6 separate regions of the Mus musculus genome follow, and regions 2, 3, 4, 5 and 6 are each linked to region 1. The links are chromatin contacts, called in public ChIA-PET, HiChIP or PLAC-seq and promoter capture Hi-C maps. All regions are on one chromosome and are shown on one strand. Each heading gives the region's core, a stretch centred on a gene start, on an enhancer-like site or on the middle of the called end of the contact. The rest is flanking DNA. Distances are from core to core; before and after follow the strand shown. Region 1 holds the start of Ikzf1 (IKAROS family zinc finger 1). Region 2 has its middle 29 kb from the start of Gm11998. Region 3 has its middle 10 kb from the start of Gm11998. Region 4 holds the start of Zpbp (zona pellucida binding protein). Region 5 overlaps Ddc (dopa decarboxylase). Region 6 overlaps Spata48 (spermatogenesis associated 48).

Region 1 (3,070 bases), core at 42-2,541:
CATTTTCTGCCTGTCCCTGTGGCTCACTCCTCCTGCCACCTGGGAAGCCTGTGTCTTCCTTTCCACCAGCACAACCTATCCCTTTGAGGCCCAGAGCCTTCCTCCCAAACACTATAGCTGCCTGCACTCCTCTCAAGGGTACTCCAGAGTTTTATTTTGTGCCTTTCTAAGTGGTTTTGAAAAGTGGTGAGGCAAGGCCACCGCCACCCCCACCCTACCCAGGCAGGGACACCAGGCAGTGTGTATGGAATTAAAGATTCTCCCTCTGTGCTCAGGGTTAACGCCTGTCTGGCCCCCTTCGGGTGTGGCCCAGCTAATCAGAAAGACGATGGGCTCTTTGTAGAGTGTGAGCACCATCAGAGGCTGCAGTCCTGTCTCTACGCAGGCACTCCGTGCCTGACACGCCAGGGAGAGGTCTGCGGCGCCGTGGAGCATGGTGTAGGATTGCCTTGCTCCCACCTCTGTCCATAGACCCCTTCCACGCTGGCGTGTGCACACAGGCCGGGATGGAAGGCGCCATCCTAACTTCTTCTGTGAGCAGGTGGGAGGGAAGAGACGCGAGAGGTATTCCATTGGTTGTCTGGGAAAATGAACTGCACCTTCTCCTCACTCGCACAGGATCAACTTTTCCCACCCCCTAGGGTGGGCATCAGTACCTTGGGGTCTGAGCCCGAACGTGGGAGCCCACGGGTCCCAGTTTCAGGGACTCGGCTGTGCGCTTGCAGCGGTTGCTCTTAGACACCGGGGAAAGTGCCTTACAGTGTCCCGTGTTCCCCGACTGGGCGAGTGAGCCTGTGTCCCGACCGCCCGGCTGTCCCGGCTGTCCCGCGCGTGGCGCTGCGGCAGGGAGGCCCCTCCCCCTCCCCGCCGGCCCCGCACGTGCCGCACCCCTGCGGGTCGAGCGCGGGTCCCGCAGTGGCGCGGTTGAGCCGGACCGGCCCGCGGGCAAAGCGCGGGCCGCCGCATCCCGCGCGGGGCAGCGGCGTGATGCTGCGCTGGAATGAGGAAGCTTGGCGCCAAGGGGAGGGCCCGGGCGCGCTGCGCGCGGGGGTGGCGGCGGCGCGCCGAGCGGGCCCGGCGCGGGCGAGCGGGCTGCAGCCGCCGGCGGCGCCAGCAGGTACGGCCGGTGCCCGCCGCCGCCCGGCTACCCTCGGCGGCCGGGCCCGAGCCCCGTGCGGCTGCAAACTTTGTGTGCGCGGCCCGGCGGGTCGCGGAGTTGCCGTCTGAAGGCGGGACCCGAGGGCGGGCGCGGGACGGGAGGGTGCCTCCCTCTGACCCGCTCAGTGTCCCCGTCAGGGTCCCGAAGCCGCGTGCCGTGCGCGCAGGCCGGGTGGGCTGTGGGACAAGCCGAGCGGGAGGCGAGTCGCAAGCGCCAACCCAAAGTTTGCACGGTGCGGGGCGAGGGGCGCGCGCTCCGGGCTGCCGCAGGTGGCGGCGCGGTGAGCCCGGGCCAGGTGCCCCGGCAGCGGGGCGGCGCTGTCGTGCGGGACAGCCGGGCTGCCAGGGGCTCGGAGCCGGGTCGGAGCCCGCGGGGGGCGGGGAGTGTGGCGAGAAATGGGGAACAATGCGAGTGAGCAACTTGAGGAAGTCATTGTGAAAGAAAGCTGGGAATTGCTCCGCAGCCAACTTAGCAGGGCACTCTAACAAGTGCCTGCGCGGCCGCGCCCGGGCCGGGGACAGGGGCAGCCCGGCGCAGTACAGCCCATCCCGGGACGCTCGGCCGCGGCTGCCGGAGACCCGGTAGGTCCCGCGGGGTGCAGGAGCCCCCAGATCCCCGGCTGCTCTTCGCGCCCCAGGATCATTCTTGGCCCCCAAAGCGCGGCGCACAAATCCACGTGAGTGTTTTCGAATTAAATTTCAGTAGAAAAACTTGGGATAACTGGTGGATTTTTGTTTTTGTTTTTTTCAATTAGGAATAGGAAAGAAAGGAAAGTCATTCGAAATCCATAGTGTCCGTGTCGCTCACGTCTATCTTTTTCTTTCTGAGGACTGTGAGAGCGTTGACTTAGGTCAAAGCCTCTGCCTTTTTAGGCTGGGGCTGCAGGTGCAGACCAGGCCAGTTGAGGCACTTCTGAGTAGCCCGGGGTCCCACGAAGAGAATGTCCTGCTTTTATGTTTAGGTTTATATCGACATATCTATCGAGATTACGGAAGCCAGCGTTTTCAAACTCATGAGTAAAGACTTTCCTTATTTTCGATGCGAGAGCTATTTGCTTTACTGATAAGATCCTGTCTGAGTTTGCTTTGTGCAAAACAAAAATGATCTGAGTATTGAAACACATACTTTTTCTCATCGCACTGTCTGATCACAGGTCATGAGACTATCGCAAGGAGACCCTGTTATCAAATAGGCATCAGGACGCTTGCACATTATTTGAAATGTGCTTTTTAAAATTGCTAAGCATCACTGGTGATTCCCAAGGTATCTTATGAGCCTTCGATTTCCTTCTAATTTGGAAGTGCAGGATATGGCATCTGGTGACCCAAAGGGGCATCAATTCAAAAGGTCTGAGCCAGAAATATTTTCTGTTTTCTTTCGGGCAGGAGCCCACCCAGATTGAATTTTAATGTGCTATTTTGCTCAAGTAACCCACACGTAATTTCTCTCCCTGCTGCAGACAACCTATTTCATCTTTGAGCTGCCTTGTTTTAAACTTACAGAACCAAACTGGTGTTAGGGAAATAGCCCTTTACTGGTCCAACCTACCTGTAGAAGAATTTTTTTTTTTAATGTCGAAAACGTATAATATATGTATGTATATATATATATATATATATATATATATATATATAAAATATTTTTTCATAGACATTGAAATGCTTTTAAGAATTGGTTCGTTTGGGGTTCTGAATTGAGAGGGGGGTGAAGTCAGTAAGAAAATCCCAGAGCCTGCTTCAGTTTCTTTGTTTGAAGATATTTGTTCTATGAGATTGAACTCATTCTTTTTTATGGAATTTTCAAAGTAACAATTAAAACATTATTCATAATATGTTAGTAGGTGTCCAAATTGTTTCAGTGACAAATCAGATTCCTTGGTATATGACTCAAAATTTAAACGGGGACAGATAT
Region 2 (3,208 bases), core at 589-3,088, 160 kb before region 1:
ATCAGAGGACAAATTACAGGACTCAGTTCTTTTCTTCCACCATGTGAATCTCAGGGATGAAACTTGGCTAAGCAGACTTGGTCACAGGCACTGCTTCCTACTGAACTGTCTTACTGACATTTCCCTTCATTCAAGATGTGTGAACTGAATACACATATGTGTTCTTTAATTTGAACCAAACTACATTTTCTGTGCTCACAGACGAGAGCAAGAGGAACTCAGATACCATGGTGCAAGCAGCTAAAACTTCTACCGTACAGCACCAGTGATGGGTAACCTATCAAGCCACTTTCATAGAAACCCTATATACTGTGATGTCATTAGTGATATTATCTTTACAGATCATGACATGGAGCTCTAGAGGGGTGGATCATTGCAGAGTGGTACTTGACTCAGTGGTCTTGGTTACTACACAAGGAGAAAGGGGCCTTGGAAACAAACAAACCGAGAGGAAAGGCTTAGCCGGAGCTGAGTAAGGACTTCTGGGGCAGTAAAGATGAAACTCAGAAGATACCTGGGTGATGCACTCTAGATCTTGAATGCTATTATGCATTTTTCATGACTAATTAATGCCCTGCTTTCCCTGTGATTCTATGGGGCTTGTGTTTACTCTTTCACAGTTAATTAAACTAATGCACCATCCCTGATAGCTATGCAATTATATTACCTAAGTGCTTTATACATGGCTGGATCAACAATCACAACAAACAGTTCAGTTATCCACACTACCATCAGCCGATGTCCAGGACAAAATCGAAAGAGATCGCTTTACTGATTCACCCCTGAGGAACCTAGATCAGAGGACTGCATTCTGGAGGCCGTGGGACTCTGGAGGCTCTGGAGGCACTGGTCACACTGCAGCAAGCTTTGTCAGGGCCGGGGATTCCACTCACCTCCATTCCCAGAATGCCAATGGTGTGTCTTGTGCTCCACCACTCTTTGAAACTTTCCAGGAAAGAAATCCTGTCACCTTAGCAGAGTTCCTCATCCATCCAGACACTTCCGTTAGAAATTCATTTTTGTGTATAATAAATTGCTTCTACTTGGCGGAAAATCATTTCTCGCTGTTATCTCTGCTATCGTGACTTCTGCTGCACTTTAATGGACTTCACCTGATTATACGCTAGTCATTAAAAGCTTAGTCCAGGGTACAATGGTATCTTATGTAGAAGGATCCATGAGAGCTTTATAGAGGCTTACCAGCCACAGCCTTAATTTTACTCATTCGTCTTAATTTTTTGTAATCATTTTTTGTAAAGAGGGTATAATGTCAGCCTTGCTTCCCGGCCTCTGACAGATCCAATCTAGCAGATAATTACCATAAGGAAATTGATGCTTTAGTGTGCAGGAGAGAATTTAATTTACTCAGACATCCTCCAGTACAATGCATTCCAGAAGATATGAGGATTTAAGTTTTTAAGAAATTAAATTTTACTATTTAACATGATTACTTATGTTGAACATCATTAACTAGCTTTTTTAACTGTTTGAAATAATTACAAGCACACTTGCTATGTCTAAAATCCAGGCTCTGCATTAAATATGGGTTAAGGATCCATGAAATGAAAAGAAAGACCTGCATTCTTTTTTCACCCTCTCCCATCTTCCAAAAACTGCTTTTAAAACATTCAGAGCAAAGCTAAAATCGTCCTTCTGAAGATACAGACTCCTTTCGGCACACAGCTTTAAAGCGTACTTTAACATAAGTGTTATATTCTCTGGTTTGGCCGGTTTTAATTTTTAAATCTCACTGGGTCCGGTGTGGGGCGAGGTTCTCAGTATGAAGGAGTAGAAGAAACGGGAAGCGTTACGGTAGGAGGTGGTTATGCTGGTGCACTTTCACAAAGGCAAAAAGGATGGGTGAGCAGGAAGAGATACCACTTCCGGGGCTTGTTCATTTTTTATAGTCTGGAGGGAAAGAAAACACACACACACACACACACACACACACACACACCTCTCAATGTACACAGGGCCACATAAGATTGAAGAACAAAGACAAGATATAAAATAAGCTCAAGGAAGCCAGGAAGGCCCTTCGTCAGTGCAGCTGTGTGACCAGAAGCTCCCGGGACCTTTGCGTTTCTTTGAGTCCTCTGCCTTTGTGAACTGATTCCCAAAAGTTCCTCAATCCTTTCCTAAATGTGAAGTGAAACACTCAACAGGAAATTTCTGGACAAAGTCTGCCCAGAAGTTCCCTTTATCCAGTGCCTCTCCACGGTCACATTTCCTCTCGGGAGAAGCCAGAGCCTTCTGCATCTGCTGCAAACCCTGTGACCGTTTGAGGAAGAGTGGGGATTGCCCCAGGGTCCTCGTTTAGAATTCCCCCAACCCCGGGTGCGGAACCTGGGGGCTGTGGTGGTCCTGCTCAGTGTTGCCTTCTGAATACATGTAGTGGGCTCTCTTCATTGCCAGGTCCTGTCCCTGATGTCTGCCAGATGGAAGTTGGTACATGCAAGCATGGTGCATACATACTGCCCTGTCCAAGCATCTGAAAACTCAAATATAATTTGACTCAGGAATATACTTGAATATGTGACTTTAAAACAAAAGGAAGTGAATCTGCATGTTAACATGTAGTGGGTGCTCCTGGTTTGAAGAATTCCCATGATACAGGCTCAGGACAAATTCTGCAAACCCATAAACCTACTGATCCATCTTTCAAAGCATCTTGTGAGGTAGATACTCCTCTCCAGACTTTACAATGCAGAAAATGAGACTTAGATGAATGGTTCTTGTTTGTTTTTTTAAAGGCATTTTTATTCATTCTTTGTGAACTTCATACATTTGTACAATGCATTTAATCATTCACTCTGAGTCCTCCCCTAACTCCTCTCAGATGTGCTCCCACTATCTGGTCCCCTCTCAAATACTAATCTGTGCTGAAATGAGAACCTTACCCTCCTTCAAGCCAATCTAACGGAATTCCTCTTGAGCTGCTGCTTCATTTAGTTACAATCAAGATCTATCATCTATTCAATCATTTCAAATTAGTCAGTCACTTATTCACAAACATTTGCCAATAACCACCCCATGCAACTGTGCACTGAAGATGCTAGAGGCATTAGGGATGCCAGATAAAAATTAGTGCCTGTCGTAGCTGCTCACTGCTCCCTATGTAGAGACACATCTCTAGGGACCCAGGAACACAACCATCTTCCAGTCTGAATTGCAAACACAATAGGAAAGGGCCCCTCATACCCTGGTT
Region 3 (3,207 bases), core at 433-2,932, 140 kb before region 1:
CGTATAAACAATTCACTCCTTACTTGACCCCAATATCATTGCCAAATTGCCCGGCACACTCCATCTTCCTCAGGACCCACTGCCCATCTCAATCCTTCCCCTACTGGAAATCCTTAATAAGGATGGGGAGAAGCAGATGCCTTCTCAACACCATCACCATAACGTGATAGAAATATGTGTGCTTCAAGAAGCCTCGTCTCCTCACAACTAACCTCGGGCTAGTTTGCTCTTGTTTTGTCACCAAGAACAAAGGGCAGAAACCTTCCCAAGACTGCATTGGACCTTCAAAACCTGATCACTGTGTGTGTACCAGGTCCAGTAAGGTGAGGTGTTTGTGCTCCCAGCTTGGAGACTGTATAACAGGAAGCTCACATCTCCTAGGTAGGATCTGGGAAGCTTCTAGTGACTGGGACTCAGGACTGCATCAGGTTACCATGACATAGAACAGATAAGACATAGTATCAGAGCTTGTTCTGACTCAGTGGCCTGCCATGTGCCAGTACCAAGTACCTTACCCTGTTCAAGGTGGGAGTATGAAAATGGCCTTCAGAGCCATTCCATGACTCATGCACAGGTGCTACCGGCCTTCATACACACTCTTTTGGAGAAAGTGATGTTTTGATTCTAACTTCCTTTTTAAGTAAAAATGCTGTGGGATGTGTACGGTGAATTTCCATGTTGCTCAAAATATTTGAAGCACCGAATAAAAATTTTAAAAGACACCAAATTTTGCTTTATCTTCAAGATATAATGCTACAACAGTAATTAAGATATTTTCCCTTTTTAACTTTTCAGAGGAATTGAACTGTATTAATCTTTCATAGGACACACAGTTCTTAGTTATTAAAGTTGATTTTTAAGGAGGAAAAGTGAACTAGAATTTTAGACCTCCTACTTCCATCGTTAAAGAATACTCTTGAACAAGTATGAATAATAAAATATTATCACTAGGAAAAATATGCCTATAGGATATTTATTTTAAGGTAGGGATTAATTCGCTCTCTCAACATTTACTTGCTAGGTATCTTTGAGAAGTGGGTGCTAAATGAAAACACACCGGACTTGATCTGTGTTCTTCAACCATCTTCTCTACAAGGGGAGAGACATAGTCTGGGTGATTCACTAAGTATAGTAAACTCAAAAACAATTTAAATATAAGTCAATAAACTGTGGTTGGTTTTAATCTGGCATAAGTAATGATGGATACTCTCTTATTTGTTCTTTATGTTATTAAGGATCTTATATTCACATTTCTCTCTGGAGGACAGGGATGGTCTCTGATTCCATGTCTGACTCCAGCTCTACCTTTGTGTACATCAGTCCTTCTGGGAGAAACTGCCCCTAGCCAGGAGAAACTGTTCCTTGCTCTGACCAACCCACCCTCTCTCTGTTCCGCTATGGTTGGCAACCCTGCTATCTTTGTCTCAAATTGTTACCATCCAAATCTGAATGCTGCCTCATCTGACTCATTTCCTACGGCCAGCCCACGTTATTCCTTCCCTTTGATCTACATGGAGAGTTTCCTTCATTGTGTCTCACCAACCTCAACTGTGTCCCTGTATCAGACTTTTCACCTGCATACCTTCTTGTGAAAAAAGTGAAAAAAGACACTCTCTAACTGGCAGGGAGATCATGATGTATCACAAAAAAAAAAAAAAAAAAAAAAAGAGGAAAAGAAACTGGTTTCTCTGAGGACCGCCTGGACAGGGCCTTGGATGGACAATAGAACTTGGCTAAATGAAGAAGTGACAGGGGTGCTCGAGAAAGAAGATGGGTATGGATAAGGGAGACGCAGGCCTGGACTGGAGCTGTGAGAAACACATGGGCTACAAGTGGGGGAAGAAAAACAGATAGGAATCGAAGGTGGCCACAGGCCTCAGTCTGTCTTGGTGTGGCCTTGCAGACACATATCAGCTTCCTGTTCAAAGAAATTAAGATTCCTTGGCACCAGGCTGTGAAAGGTAGACTCTCTTTTAAGAAAGAAATTATTTCTGATAATTCTGAAACAAAGAGCAGATGGCAAAATTGTAGTTTAAGGAAGTAGATTAATTTGGTTTCTGTGTTGACTTTCTCACCTAACTGGGTAGTTGGAAAAACAGACCACCTCCTCTGGCCTTGCACTCTTCCCCGGTAACATAGAAATCTTCCCACCGGGTCCTAAGGCAGTGAGTGGATGAGATGGGTGACCACCTGAGCAAGCCAGCACGTGCCCTCAGATCATTTTTCATCCTCTGGAGGTCCCCTGTCACCCGAGCTGCCCTGCTTCACACTTCACACTAGGAACAAATACAAGATTTGCCCAGAGAAGCCTACAGGGAGCCCAGATTCCACACTGGAGGGTTTTGTAGCTAAGTGGAACTTTTTATGCAGGAAAGCAAGGTAAAAATTTCCCAAGGGGTTTCTAGAAGATTTCCAGCACTTCCTAAATTAGCCCTGGCCAGTAAAACCACGAGAGATGACTTCCTGGCAGGGCTTGGCACTTCCATTTCCAGTCCCAACCGAAAGCAGGAAGCATCAAGACAAGTCATAATTCAACTCTTCAGTTGCCTTCCAAAATTATCCACATTCGGGTCCCTTGACATTTGCACCAAAGGTCAAGAGTTGTTCTGATTTTATCTGTTCCAGGTTATGGACTTGTTTTTAACCAAACCAACTGCTAATGAAGATGTGTTGTGTCTCCCACCATACCGACAAATAGGGAGTACCCTGTGCTGAAGAGTTCCATGCAATCTTCAGGAGTTCCTGCAAACCTGAGTTAGAGCACCATTATCATGAGAAGAGAGTGTTAAACTCCTGCCTCTTAGATTCTGACTACTTGGATATAACTCAGGGCTTGTTACCCATGTGACAGTAAGCTCATGCATTAGGATGGTTACTACTAAAGAAACAGAGACTAGAAAGTGTTTCAGAGAAGGCAGAGACAGTGTATGCTGTTAATGGGCGTGTAAAATGGCACCACCATCACCAGAATGATGCTTGAGAGCATGCAAAGTGAAATACACTACTCACCAAAAGGCAGACACTTGGATATTTGTTCACTTTGGTAAGATGCTCCTTGTTTGCCCACTGGACCTGAATTTGTAAGAAGAGGGATGGTACTCATAAGAAGCAAGGGTGAGGTGGGGACGACAAATCAATACTCAATGAATAAAGCTTAGTTTGGTATCCATGGGATGCTGATGGTGGTTGCTCAACAGTAGAACGAAC
Region 4 (3,078 bases), core at 566-3,065, 220 kb before region 1:
ATTTCATTACCACGTATGAGGCCAAGAGCCATACTCAACTCCATCTTTTTCACGCAGAATAATTAGACAATCTATTCTCACAGGACTCTTTGTGCCCATCACTTGAACTTTAGTGTTCGATGAGAGTAATCTTTTATATCCCTCTCCCCATCCTAGCTTCCTTTCTGTGCCTGTGATAAACACCACGCCCCAAATCAACCTGGGAGAAGACTAGTGAGGACTGATTTCCCCTGGCAGGTTATTTCTCTCCTTTTTTGTTTTGTTATGCTTTGTTTTAGTATTACATTTTTTAATTAGGTATTTTCTTCATTTACATTTCCAATGCAATCCCAAAAGTCCTCCATACCCTCCCCCACCACTCCCCCACCCACCCACTCCCACTTCTTGGCCCTGGCGTTCCCCTGTACTGAGGCATATACAGTTTGCAAGACCAAGGGGCCTCTCTTTCCGATCCAGGAAAGCAAAGGCATCCAGGACTCAAACCCAGACTTGGAGGCAGCAGGCTAAGCGGAAGCACGGGGGAATAGTGCTTACCGACTAGCTTCCTCTGGCTTGCTCAGCCTGCTTTCTGACATTGCCTGGGACCACCTGCCCAGGGATGACACCACCTCCCAGAGGACCGGCCCCTCCCACATCAAAAGCAATTAAGAAAAATACCCCCACAGACCGCTCATACGTCAATCTGATAGTCAAATCTTCAATTGAGGTTTCCTATTCCCTGGTAACTACAGATTGTGTCAAGTTAAAAAAAAAATAAAAAACTAGTAAGCATGCCCCATTTCTTTCCTTTAACCACAGTATCCCTTTCTTCACACTTCTTCTACATCTGTATCCTTGGTTACTTTATAGTTCTCTTATTTGAATAAACTTTAACTCTGACAAATGTACCTTTAGTACATTTAGGATCTATGGGACACAGATTATTGCTAGTAAGTCTACAATTTCAACATAAAGAGAGGGAGAGGGAGAGAGACCAAACCTTGCTAGCTAAAAAGCCAATCTAGTAAGCGCTCATTTCTTTCTCCGATATATATTTTTGAAACTAGGATACGTGTTTCCAACTACACCCTGCATTTTACATCCAGAACCAACAGAGGGCGCTGCACTATCAAGGATGGTCTAAAAGCTCACTAGGTTCACAGCACAAATTCAGTACTATACAGAGCTACATAGACTCGCTCTGAAACACACGGCTGGCAATGACCCACGAACTGAAGTTTTATTAAGGCACTTTTAAAGTTCGGATAATCTCTTGGAGCAGGGCCTCCTTCACGAGCCCACAGAGGTCTTTTCTATGCAAATGTAGTTTTCAAGATTCCTACACAAAACTAGGCTCACTGGGGCTGTCCCTGCCAGAGAGGGTGTCCTTGTGTAGTCGGAGTCACGTGACACGGGGCCAACGCAATTCTCGTGAGGAGCCGCGGCAGCCAGAGCTCCCGCCATGCGGCGCCGAGCCTCACCTGCAGGGGGCGCCCGCAGCAAGGCGCAGAGCAGGACGGCGGCCAGCGACAGCGGCGAGAGCACGGAGCCCGAGGCCCCGGCCCGCCGCCGGCCCCGCGGAGCCCGGCCCGGGGCCAAGGCCTCCATCCACACGCCGCCGACGGCCGAGCCTCGGCGCAGAAGGTCGTTACCTGGCGCGCGCCCACCCGCCGCCGGAAGTTGGCAGACGGCAGGCCGGAAGGACGGACCGACGGACGCGCCACTTCCGCTCGGGTGATGTGCGGGAGGTGTGCTAGCTTGGGACCCAGCTTGGGTACACATGGGAGGCAAGAGGTCGATCCCCTAGGGGCTCCCTTGACTTCGAGGCCCCGCACCACTAAGGAAACCCTCCAGAACCTGGCTGGTCTGAGATTCCAAAGCGAGAAGAATCTTGTGTCGCAAAGTTCTAACCTTTGCCTTCCCGTGGTGTCTGTGTGCAGAGGAGAAGCCCCTCTTATTACCTTAGCAGTGGATTGAGTTTCAGCCTTTAGGTGCCTAATGGCAGCAGATCCTGAGAACGGATGACTTAATGAATGTACACCTCTCATAAACTTCCTGGCTATAGTAATGCCAATGCATGAAGTTCCTGACTGTTGTAATGCGAACGATTGTGCATTATCAGTGTGTGGGACTTAATAGAAAATGCATGCAGTGAACACCTAGGAGAAATTAAAGGTATTGCCTTAAAAAGTGGCATGATGGGAAAATGGAGGAAATAGACCTTAGATGACATTGACTTTCATGCAGTACTCGGCTTGGAAGATCATCCTCAACTTGGATTCAGGAAAACATAAAGAACCAGCTCACGGACCGTTTAGAATGAGAATGTATTTAAATTGAAAGAATCATACATCTTTTCTGCCTTTGGAAGGATTTAATGATAGTCCAACTAGGATAAAAATAAATTTTATACAAATATATAGAAACACTAGAAGCAGGCTGTTAAATGTTTTCACTTTTAATATGAAGAGATGGGTAATACGGAGTGGAGTAAAAACTTACTGACCTTCGTGTTTTGGATAAACTGTCCAGGACCTTATGCTGAAAACTTACCCATTTATTTCAACGTTATTGCTTGTTTTGTTGTATATTGCAAATTTTCAGTCATCATCATAGGTGGTCGTGGCTACATTCTGCTTATCCTTACTATCATACAATTGATCTGATTTAAATATTCTATACCTGACTCTTGTAGAAGCTTACCTTCTTTATTTAAGGAGGTGTGAGCTATTACCCTTCGGATTGTAATAATTAAACTTAGTTGCAATTTTCATGCAAAACCAAATTGTCTAGTTAAAAAACAGCTCTTAAGTGGACTGCTATGCTTATCGTTTAAAATAGATCGTTTTTTATGCTGCCATTTACTGAAATAACATAAATACCTCATTGTTTTCGTTCTAAGAATTGTGGTAACTTAAAGAAACTGCAGATAATTTAAGGCATTTAAGAATGGACTTTTACATTGGCTATGATTTATGAATTATTTTTCTTAAAAATCAGTATACTATATCTTCCTTGTTAGCGTATTTAAATTAAACATATACCAATGTTTATAATTTATTCCAACCCGAAAAGTTATTTCTAGTTTGTGTGTGTTTG
Region 5 (3,345 bases), core at 71-2,570, 200 kb after region 1:
TCTCTTCTTGGACTCCTCTGCCATAGCCAGTTTCCTAGAGTCCAATCTAGGCCCCTACTTACATTCTTACAAATCGAATGGGAGGTAGTACAGTAATTCTACTTCTGTGGGACCTTGGTGAAGACTTCCGGTTGTGGATCTGAAGCCTGCTTCACTGAAGGGACATGTACATCCTACTGTGGCATGTGTCAGGGTGTAAGGTCTTGTGGGCCGAGGGAAGGACGGAGAAGTTCCAAACACCCATGCATGGTCCTGCCTACCATTTCACATTTCCATGCTTCCATCCGAAACCATAAGAAATGTTTCTAGCCATGAGAAATTGCTAATAATTTGAAGAAAGACTATCTGAAACTTCATCTCAACAACAACAAACTCCAAAGTCCCCTAAGCCTTTTTAGACTCTGAAGATGCTGGCTAATGAAATGCTTTTAAATGAATTTTCTGGCCAGCGTTTTTTCCCCCACTGTTAACTGTGAAGCACAGGAATAGTCAAAATTGACTCAAGAGGGGCTTGGTATGTGCCAGTGTCAGGTGATCCAAGGTCAAGGGTTCATCTTCAATTACCATGGAGACTTCAACCTTCAACCTTTCTAAGGTTTCCTGTCAATTTTTGCAAAGGCAAACAGGCATGAAAACACCCCCAGGAGTGCCATCGGTAGGATGAAAAGAGGCTACATGCTGAGTGCCTGCAGCCCAGTCGCACTCAGGAAAAACTTTTATTAGGCAGCAGGGAAGTATTGTGCAGGGGAGGGGGGTGGGATGTGAGAATCCTCCCCTCCCCTCCCCTCCCCTCCCCTCCCCTCCCCTCCCCTCCCCTCCCCTCCCCTCCCCTTCCCACTGCTCCCCTTTTCTCTCTCTGCTTTGCCTCCTGCATCCCAGGCTAGATTGAGGCTCAGAATGGTCTTGTACTCCTATTCTTCCTGCTTCCACTTCCCATGTTTACAAACCACAGACTAGTCTGCTCTACACCAGACTCAAATTTGGGTGTTTTAGTGTTTTAAGTAAGAGGGGAAATTCACTGAGCAACAGCAGCAGCAGCACATGGGTTTTTTTTTTTTTTTTTTTTTTTTTTTTCTGGCTGTAGAGGCCACTCCCTCACATGATCTTGCTGCATTTCTGCCCTATGGTTCACAAGCTTCCCTTTATCAAGTGGAAAGCCTGCCGCCGGTCTGTAACTACCCACCATTTCCTTTTCAGTCTTGAGAAGTAGCCTGCACTAACTACAGATCTTCTAAAAGTCAGAGCCAGGGAATATGGAGACAGCACTCAGAGCTCAAGTGTATGCTCATGTCTGATTTGGGTTTATCTTTGGGTAGCATGTGTTTCTGGCCACTGGTCAGGCAGGAAAGAAAGAGAAAAAAAAAGATCAGGATCCCACGGTCTCCTTCTCAGGGACATCCTAGTGACCTAAGGACCTTCCACTAGATGTCTTGTCACCTGTCAATAACAGTATAACCGAACCACTCCACTGAACCAGAGTACCCTGTTAGCAAGGTCCCGTTTTAGCGGAATTCAGGCTCTGGCTCCTACTACCACTGAACTAGCATGAGCTCTAAGCATCTTAACAGATGTTGCAAATGCCCATTGCCTGACAACCGCTAGAAAAGTGTCCTAAAGCGGCATCAGAACTTGAGGCCTGATCATCCCCTGAGCCTCAGGCACAGTCATGATGCCCAAATGCCTCCCAGGGCATATAATATACTGGCTTCTGAGGCACATTCGTTGGTAAGAGGCCACGTTCATTACGAAGGAAAACAAGAAGCCTAGACAGCACTTGTTGAGATGTAACCATAGCCAGTCTTTCACATTAGCCCATTTATGCCACGGCAGAAGACATGGCAAACCAGGTGGCTTACACCCCACAAACAATGGTTTTATAAAGTTGCAGGCGCTAGGATTCTGAAATCACATTGGCTTTCAGGCGAGGTGCCTATCCCAGGCTCACACTATTGGCTTCTTGCAGTGTCCATGGAGAAAGGAATGAGGGTTCACCGCATTCCCATCTTCCAGAGCAAAGCACCCACAAGGTCTCACTTCCTATAACCACCATGTCCTGTAGTAAAATGGGACATATGAGCTTGGAAGTATAGAAACCACAGTCCTTTGAACTCCATTTCCAACATGTGAGATACCCACAGTTCCACACTCCACACTCCACACAGAACTGTAATGATGCTCAGGATGCTCACAGTGTGCCAGTTCTCCCTACCCTTGCCCTTCTGCAGATGAGAAAGGGGCCACTGATTCCTTCCTATTTCCTCTTTTGTAACCATGAAGCATCTAAATATTTTCTTGGCTGACAGTGTATAGAGTTTAAGTAATGATTTTCAGCTCTGTTCTCCTGGGGAAATACTATTTCTAATCATATCACCATGCTGTGACCCAAGCTATAGAAAACTAGAAAAAAAATCATGACATTTGTGACGTTAAAAGAAAAAAAGATAACATTTGGGACTGAGAGATCACTTTTCTTTTCTTTTTTTTTTTTTTTCTGTTTGTATTTGACTTTCTCCATATGCCTATCTGAAAAATCAGAGCATAGCCAATAGTTTACCAAGTCTCACAGTTCACTTGCCTTTCCTGTAGGCTAGAGACCCCCTCAGTCTGTGTTCTAGTGACTGCCTCTCCGTAATAGTCTCATATTGGTTTATTGTCTTTGCAAACACTGACACCTGGCACTGTGGGTTTATTTGGTGCCCTTTGGTACCCGCTTCTGATAGTCTCAATTTTCTCTCAAGAATGAGGTCAATGGTAAACACTGACTTCTCAATTCGTCAGCACAGTTGCTGGTCTGTCACTGTGTTGCTAAGAACCCTGTATTTCAGACTCTTCCACATTCAGTTCTGAGAATACATTGACATTTGGTTGTCACATTATATTGTCCAAGAAACCAAACAAATAGGTATTTCCTAACCTTCTGTTAAGCACATGGTATTCACAGTATCTTACTTATCTAACCGTGTAAGGTGAGATAAGGATTATTATTACAGATGACCCGAGTCACAGAGCCAGCAAGTGTGGATGGGCGCAGTCTTCTCTCCTTCTGAAGCCAGCCTTTTCGCAATCAGCCCTTGACCTGGGTATCCCACCCTGTCTCTGTAGCCTGAGAGGCACAGGTGGACCCCAACAGCTCTCCTGCCAGGACTGATGGAGATGTTAGCTGCAACCCCGAGTACAGTTGCAGTGGTCCAGCCCTTGCCACTAGGTTTCTGCCACTCCTAACTCACAGGAGGACAGAAGAGTAGCTTCAGGAGGAGGACTAAGACACCAGGCTGCCTACTACCTTAGGTGCATCTCCATGGGAACAGGCTGGGCTAGCCTGCTGTCCTCTGTTCCCTCCATTTG
Region 6 (3,183 bases), core at 515-3,014, 190 kb before region 1:
CCAACCAACCAAACAAACAAACAAACAAACAAGGAAAGGCAAGAGCAATGGAACTGGTGCAAGGCTTTGAAACCTCAGAGCCTGGCTTACATGATGTACTTCCTTCAGAAAAGTCATACCTCCTAAACTGCCCAAAGAGTGCCACAGACTGGGGACCAAATATTAAAACTCCCTAGACTATGATGGGGACATCATGTTCAGCCTCCACAACTGTTTATGGCTGTTGTACCCCGGAGCTCTTGTCTCTAGCTGCATATGTATCAGAAGATGGCCTAGCCGGCCATCAGTGGAAAGAGAGGCCCATTGGACATGCAAACTTTATATGCCTCAGTACAGGGGAACACCAGGGCCAAAAAGTGGGAGTGGGTGGGTAGGGGAGTGGGGGGGAGGAGGGTATGGGGGACTTTTGGGATAGCATTGGAAATGTAAATGAGGAAAATACCTAATAAAAGTATTAGAAAATGTATATAGCGTATACATACAGGCTCAGAGCTTTGCTTTAGGGTCAGAGGATTTGGGTCCAAAGACCTGCAGATATTGAAACTTGAAGATGCTCAAATCCATATATAAAATGCTTTAATATTTGGCAAAACATACTGTGTGCATCCTCCCTAGATTTCTTGTGATAGCTAGTACACTGTACATGCATCTAAGTAGCTGTCATACTACATTGTTTAGACACAAGGACAAGAAATGGTCATTTTGAGGGGCACATTTTTAAAGTTATGTTGTTTATTCAGTTATCTGAAACAGTGGTTGTATTATCTTTCTTCCATGCTACAGAGTTGTCAAATGTTAGAGAAATTCTCACATTGGTTTCTGTGATTGACAGCTCTTACCAAGGACTTCATATAGTCATGGCATAAATTGTTGCAACTAGCTGAATGTTAATTAATTTTATCTTTTAAAAGATGTTATGCCCACAAACAGAAGTAGAGAAATTTCTTATTGGATCACCTTCTGCTATATTCTGTTGTTAAATATTTGGTTTTTTAAAATCTCCTGTATTTTGTTTATTTCTATTATTAATTTAACCTAATTCCTTTTTCCTCTCTGTCAGGCTATAAAATATCCTTCAAAATTAACTTTAGCTTTAGTACATTTATATAAATTGTTTTATCGAGGAATTTAATTAAGCATGTCTGTCTAGGGCTGGAAGAGCTAAGAGCTGTCCTAATATAGATATAAAATAGAAAAGAATTTGCCTCCAACAAGCTAAAACTCTTGGTGGACAGACGATTTCACACACACACACACACACACACACACACACACACACACACACAACTGACTTTGCTTTTTGACCCATGACTGTGGAGATGTCATTTTTACATGTAGCACTCCAAAGGCTGATGACACCTACCACCATTTGTCAAGTCTGAGGGAGCCAGTGTAAAATTCTCCCATAAATTCTGCAAGGAAGTCATTACTATTTAAACAATAATTCTTTTAAAAAATTGAAAGGAGAAAGCCAACCTTAAAGTGTTCACCAAGCATAAGATTTTGGTAATGTTTCTTTTTATTCAAGTATATACTTAAACTTTGAAATGTTTTGTGAGACAACCTTGCTTTTGAAATCAAACTTTCCTTGGAGTCATTCTTAAAAGAGGCTGAAACGAAAATAAGAGGCATTTAATTTTTTTTTAAATGTAAAAACAGGGCATTTCTTTGAAGAACTTGGGAGAGTGCCTTTTACCTTATCTTGCTGAAGCTTGTGTTTTCATAGACAACTGACATTTAGCTGTGTTTCTCCGATATGAGCGCTAGAGGGCGTCCCAGGTTGCAAAGTTTCTTCTCGTGATTGATTTTCTGGTTTTTAACAGAATCATAACCTTTTAACACAACAAATGTTGCCCATTTTTATCATGAAGTGTTTATGGATGCTGTGACACACAGTGTCGTTCTTAATACACTCAACTGCGAAGTAAATGCCTGTGTGTGTGTCCACACCGACCTCGCGAAATAGATTTCTAGTGAACTCTTCTGAACTCCTTGTGCCCCGGGAACCTCGCCATCTCCTTCCATGCTCCAAATGAGAAGCCCCGCATCTGGCTTTGTGCTGATCTCCTGCTTGCCCACTTGGTAGTTGTACTACCTACAGATAGGTCTCAAATTAAATGTTATGTATTTTGTACAATATCACACTGGGCTAACAAAATTATAGAATTTATAAAATATGTCTTCATCTCAATAAAGTCTCAAATACGGAAATTCAAATTTTTATTTTGTACCAAGTAGGGGAAAACAAATAAACAAACAAACAAATGTCCTATTCAAATGCAAGCATGACTTTCTTTGAAGTTTCCCAGCTTAAAGGAACTTCTTACCTAAATGTACCCTGTGATATTCTTTAGGGTCTGGAAGATTGATGCTTAATCATGACCTTACATTTACCAAAATGCTGTCCTTCAGCAACACAAAACATTACCCAGTAGATTTACAGTGTCCTGATCAACACCCCACGCCCCTACCCCACCCTCACCCCCACCCCTAGCAGGGCATTATCTTTCAAACTTCCTTCAGGTGATTCCTTCCTTCCTTCCTTCCTTCCTTCCTTCCTTCCTTCCTTCCTTCCTTCCTTCTCCTTTCTCTTCCTCCTCCCTCTTCTTTTCCTAGTTATCAGGTCATCTGGACTACATTGGTGAAGAACACTTCAACAGTTTAAAATGTAATTCATTATTTCTGTTGTAGAATTGAATTTGATCATAATAAGAATTGAGTGCAGAAAACAATAGCAAACACAAACTCTCCCATGAGAACATAACTGCTATTAGACTCACCTTTCCCGCTTGTCATATGCCCTTCTCACTCTTGCTGATATATGCCCCAGGGAGCACCCACTGCTGTGATATGCCCCAGGGAGCACCCACTGCTGTGATATGCCCCAGGGAGCACCCACTGCTGTGATATGCCCCAGGGAGCACCCACTGCTGTGATATGCCCCAGGGAGCACCCACTGCTGTGATATGCCCCAGGGAGCACCCACTGCTGTGATATGCCCCAGGGAGCACCCACTGCTGTGATATGCCACAAGGAGCACCCATTGCTGTGATATGCCCCAGGGAGCAAGCACTACCTCTGCATTGCAGCATGATTGTGAAATAGACTTTCCTAAACACCATTTCTGTTCTTTCAAATGTAGTGTACTTGAGGGATTTAAATTCATATATAAATTATTTCCTT

What was found. Promoter capture Hi-C pulls out the DNA fragments that hold promoters and counts their contacts. ChIA-PET counts read pairs in DNA pulled down with a chosen protein or histone mark. HiChIP or PLAC-seq counts read pairs in DNA pulled down with a chosen protein or histone mark.
Region 2: a contact with region 1 is called in an H3K4me3 HiChIP or PLAC-seq map of the SCID.adh cell line, with 35 read pairs. The contact joins the enhancer-like site here to the promoter of Ikzf1 in region 1. A contact is called at or near these places in 10 of 39 promoter capture datasets (the C10 cell line, the HPC-7 cell line, cranial neural crest and 6 more), 1 of 15 datasets of contacts at CTCF or cohesin (CD8 T cells), 13 of 484 Hi-C or Micro-C datasets (B cells, CD4 T cells, CD8 T cells and 7 more), 13 of 115 datasets of contacts at active chromatin or transcription factors (the 230-238 cell line, CD8 T cells, the SCID.adh cell line and 7 more) and 2 of 9 other capture datasets (adipose tissue and liver).
Region 3: a promoter capture Hi-C map of pre-B cells shows a contact between it and region 1. The contact joins the enhancer-like site here to the promoter of Ikzf1 in region 1. A contact is called at or near these places in 8 of 39 promoter capture datasets (the C10 cell line, the HPC-7 cell line, HPC-7-derived erythroid cells and 6 more), 4 of 15 datasets of contacts at CTCF or cohesin (CD8 T cells, the G1E-ER4 cell line, large pre-B cells and 1 more), 64 of 484 Hi-C or Micro-C datasets (B cells, the BV-2 cell line, CD4 T cells and 36 more), 24 of 115 datasets of contacts at active chromatin or transcription factors (the 230-238 cell line, CD4 single positive thymocytes, CD8 T cells and 18 more) and 5 of 9 other capture datasets (adipose tissue, bone marrow-derived macrophages, embryonic tail and 2 more).
Region 4: a contact with region 1 is called in an RNA polymerase II ChIA-PET map of memory CD8 T cells, with 2,554 read pairs. The contact joins the promoter of Zpbp here to the promoter of Ikzf1 in region 1. A contact is called at or near these places in 14 of 39 promoter capture datasets (the 3T3-L1 cell line, 3T3-L1-derived adipocytes, the C10 cell line and 8 more), 2 of 15 datasets of contacts at CTCF or cohesin (large pre-B cells and thymocytes), 21 of 484 Hi-C or Micro-C datasets (B cells, the Ba/F3 cell line, CD8 T cells and 10 more), 17 of 115 datasets of contacts at active chromatin or transcription factors (the 230-238 cell line, CD8 T cells, the SCID.adh cell line and 12 more) and 5 of 9 other capture datasets (adipose tissue, embryonic stem cells, liver and 2 more).
Region 5: a promoter capture Hi-C map of pre-B cells shows a contact between it and region 1. The contact joins the enhancer-like site here to the promoter of Ikzf1 in region 1. A contact is called at or near these places in 2 of 39 promoter capture datasets (the C10 cell line and pre-B cells), 1 of 484 Hi-C or Micro-C datasets (embryonic stem cells), 1 of 115 datasets of contacts at active chromatin or transcription factors (memory CD8 T cells) and 1 of 9 other capture datasets (adipose tissue).
Region 6: a contact with region 1 is called in a promoter capture Hi-C map of the HPC-7 cell line. The contact joins the enhancer-like site here to the promoter of Ikzf1 in region 1. A contact is called at or near these places in 16 of 39 promoter capture datasets (the C10 cell line, the HPC-7 cell line, HPC-7-derived erythroid cells and 9 more), 2 of 15 datasets of contacts at CTCF or cohesin (CD8 T cells and pro-B cells), 33 of 484 Hi-C or Micro-C datasets (B cells, CD4 T cells, CD4 single positive thymocytes and 18 more), 22 of 115 datasets of contacts at active chromatin or transcription factors (the 230-238 cell line, CD8 T cells, DN3 thymocytes and 15 more) and 4 of 9 other capture datasets (adipose tissue, embryonic stem cells, liver and 1 more).

The regions. Positions count from the first base shown.
Region 1 is chr11:11,684,634-11,687,703 of GRCm38.p6, forward strand. Ikzf1 (IKAROS family zinc finger 1) reads left to right here and starts at 1,292. Exons shown (of 8, transcript NM_001025597.2): 1 at 1,292-1,835. Gm11999 (predicted gene 11999) reads right to left here and starts at 1,002. Exons shown (of 4, transcript NR_166812.1): 1 at 657-1,002.
Region 2 is chr11:11,527,078-11,530,285 of GRCm38.p6, forward strand. No RefSeq gene overlaps it. Among named protein-coding and RNA genes, the nearest start is that of Gm11998, 29 kb to the right of the region's middle. Within about 2 kb of position 1,839, at least 75 of the 459 cell types and tissues checked have an H3K27ac peak or open chromatin away from gene starts, as enhancers often do. A contact at or near this core is called in the 230-238 cell line, CD8 T cells, the SCID.adh cell line and 9 more, where this site is marked.
Region 3 is chr11:11,545,574-11,548,780 of GRCm38.p6, forward strand. No RefSeq gene overlaps it. Among named protein-coding and RNA genes, the nearest start is that of Gm11998, 10 kb to the right of the region's middle. Within about 2 kb of position 1,683, at least 28 of the 459 cell types and tissues checked have an H3K27ac peak or open chromatin away from gene starts, as enhancers often do. A contact at or near this core is called in CD8 T cells, DN2 thymocytes, the G1E-ER4 cell line and 10 more, where this site is marked.
Region 4 is chr11:11,460,604-11,463,681 of GRCm38.p6, forward strand. Zpbp (zona pellucida binding protein) reads right to left here and starts at 1,816. Exons shown (of 8, transcript NM_015785.2): 1 at 1,461-1,816. The coding sequence starts at 1,761.
Region 5 is chr11:11,885,516-11,888,860 of GRCm38.p6, forward strand. All of the region lies in intron 1 of Ddc (dopa decarboxylase), which reads right to left. Among named protein-coding and RNA genes, the nearest start is that of Ddc, 11 kb to the right of the region's middle. Within about 2 kb of position 1,321, at least 50 of the 459 cell types and tissues checked have an H3K27ac peak or open chromatin away from gene starts, as enhancers often do. A contact at or near this core is called in pre-B cells, where this site is marked.
Region 6 is chr11:11,498,352-11,501,534 of GRCm38.p6, forward strand. The region is part of intron 7 of Spata48 (spermatogenesis associated 48); the gene reads left to right. Among named protein-coding and RNA genes, the nearest start is that of Spata48, 36 kb to the left of the region's middle. Within about 2 kb of position 1,765, at least 13 of the 459 cell types and tissues checked have an H3K27ac peak or open chromatin away from gene starts, as enhancers often do. A contact at or near this core is called in B cells, CD8 T cells, the CH12 cell line and 5 more, where this site is marked.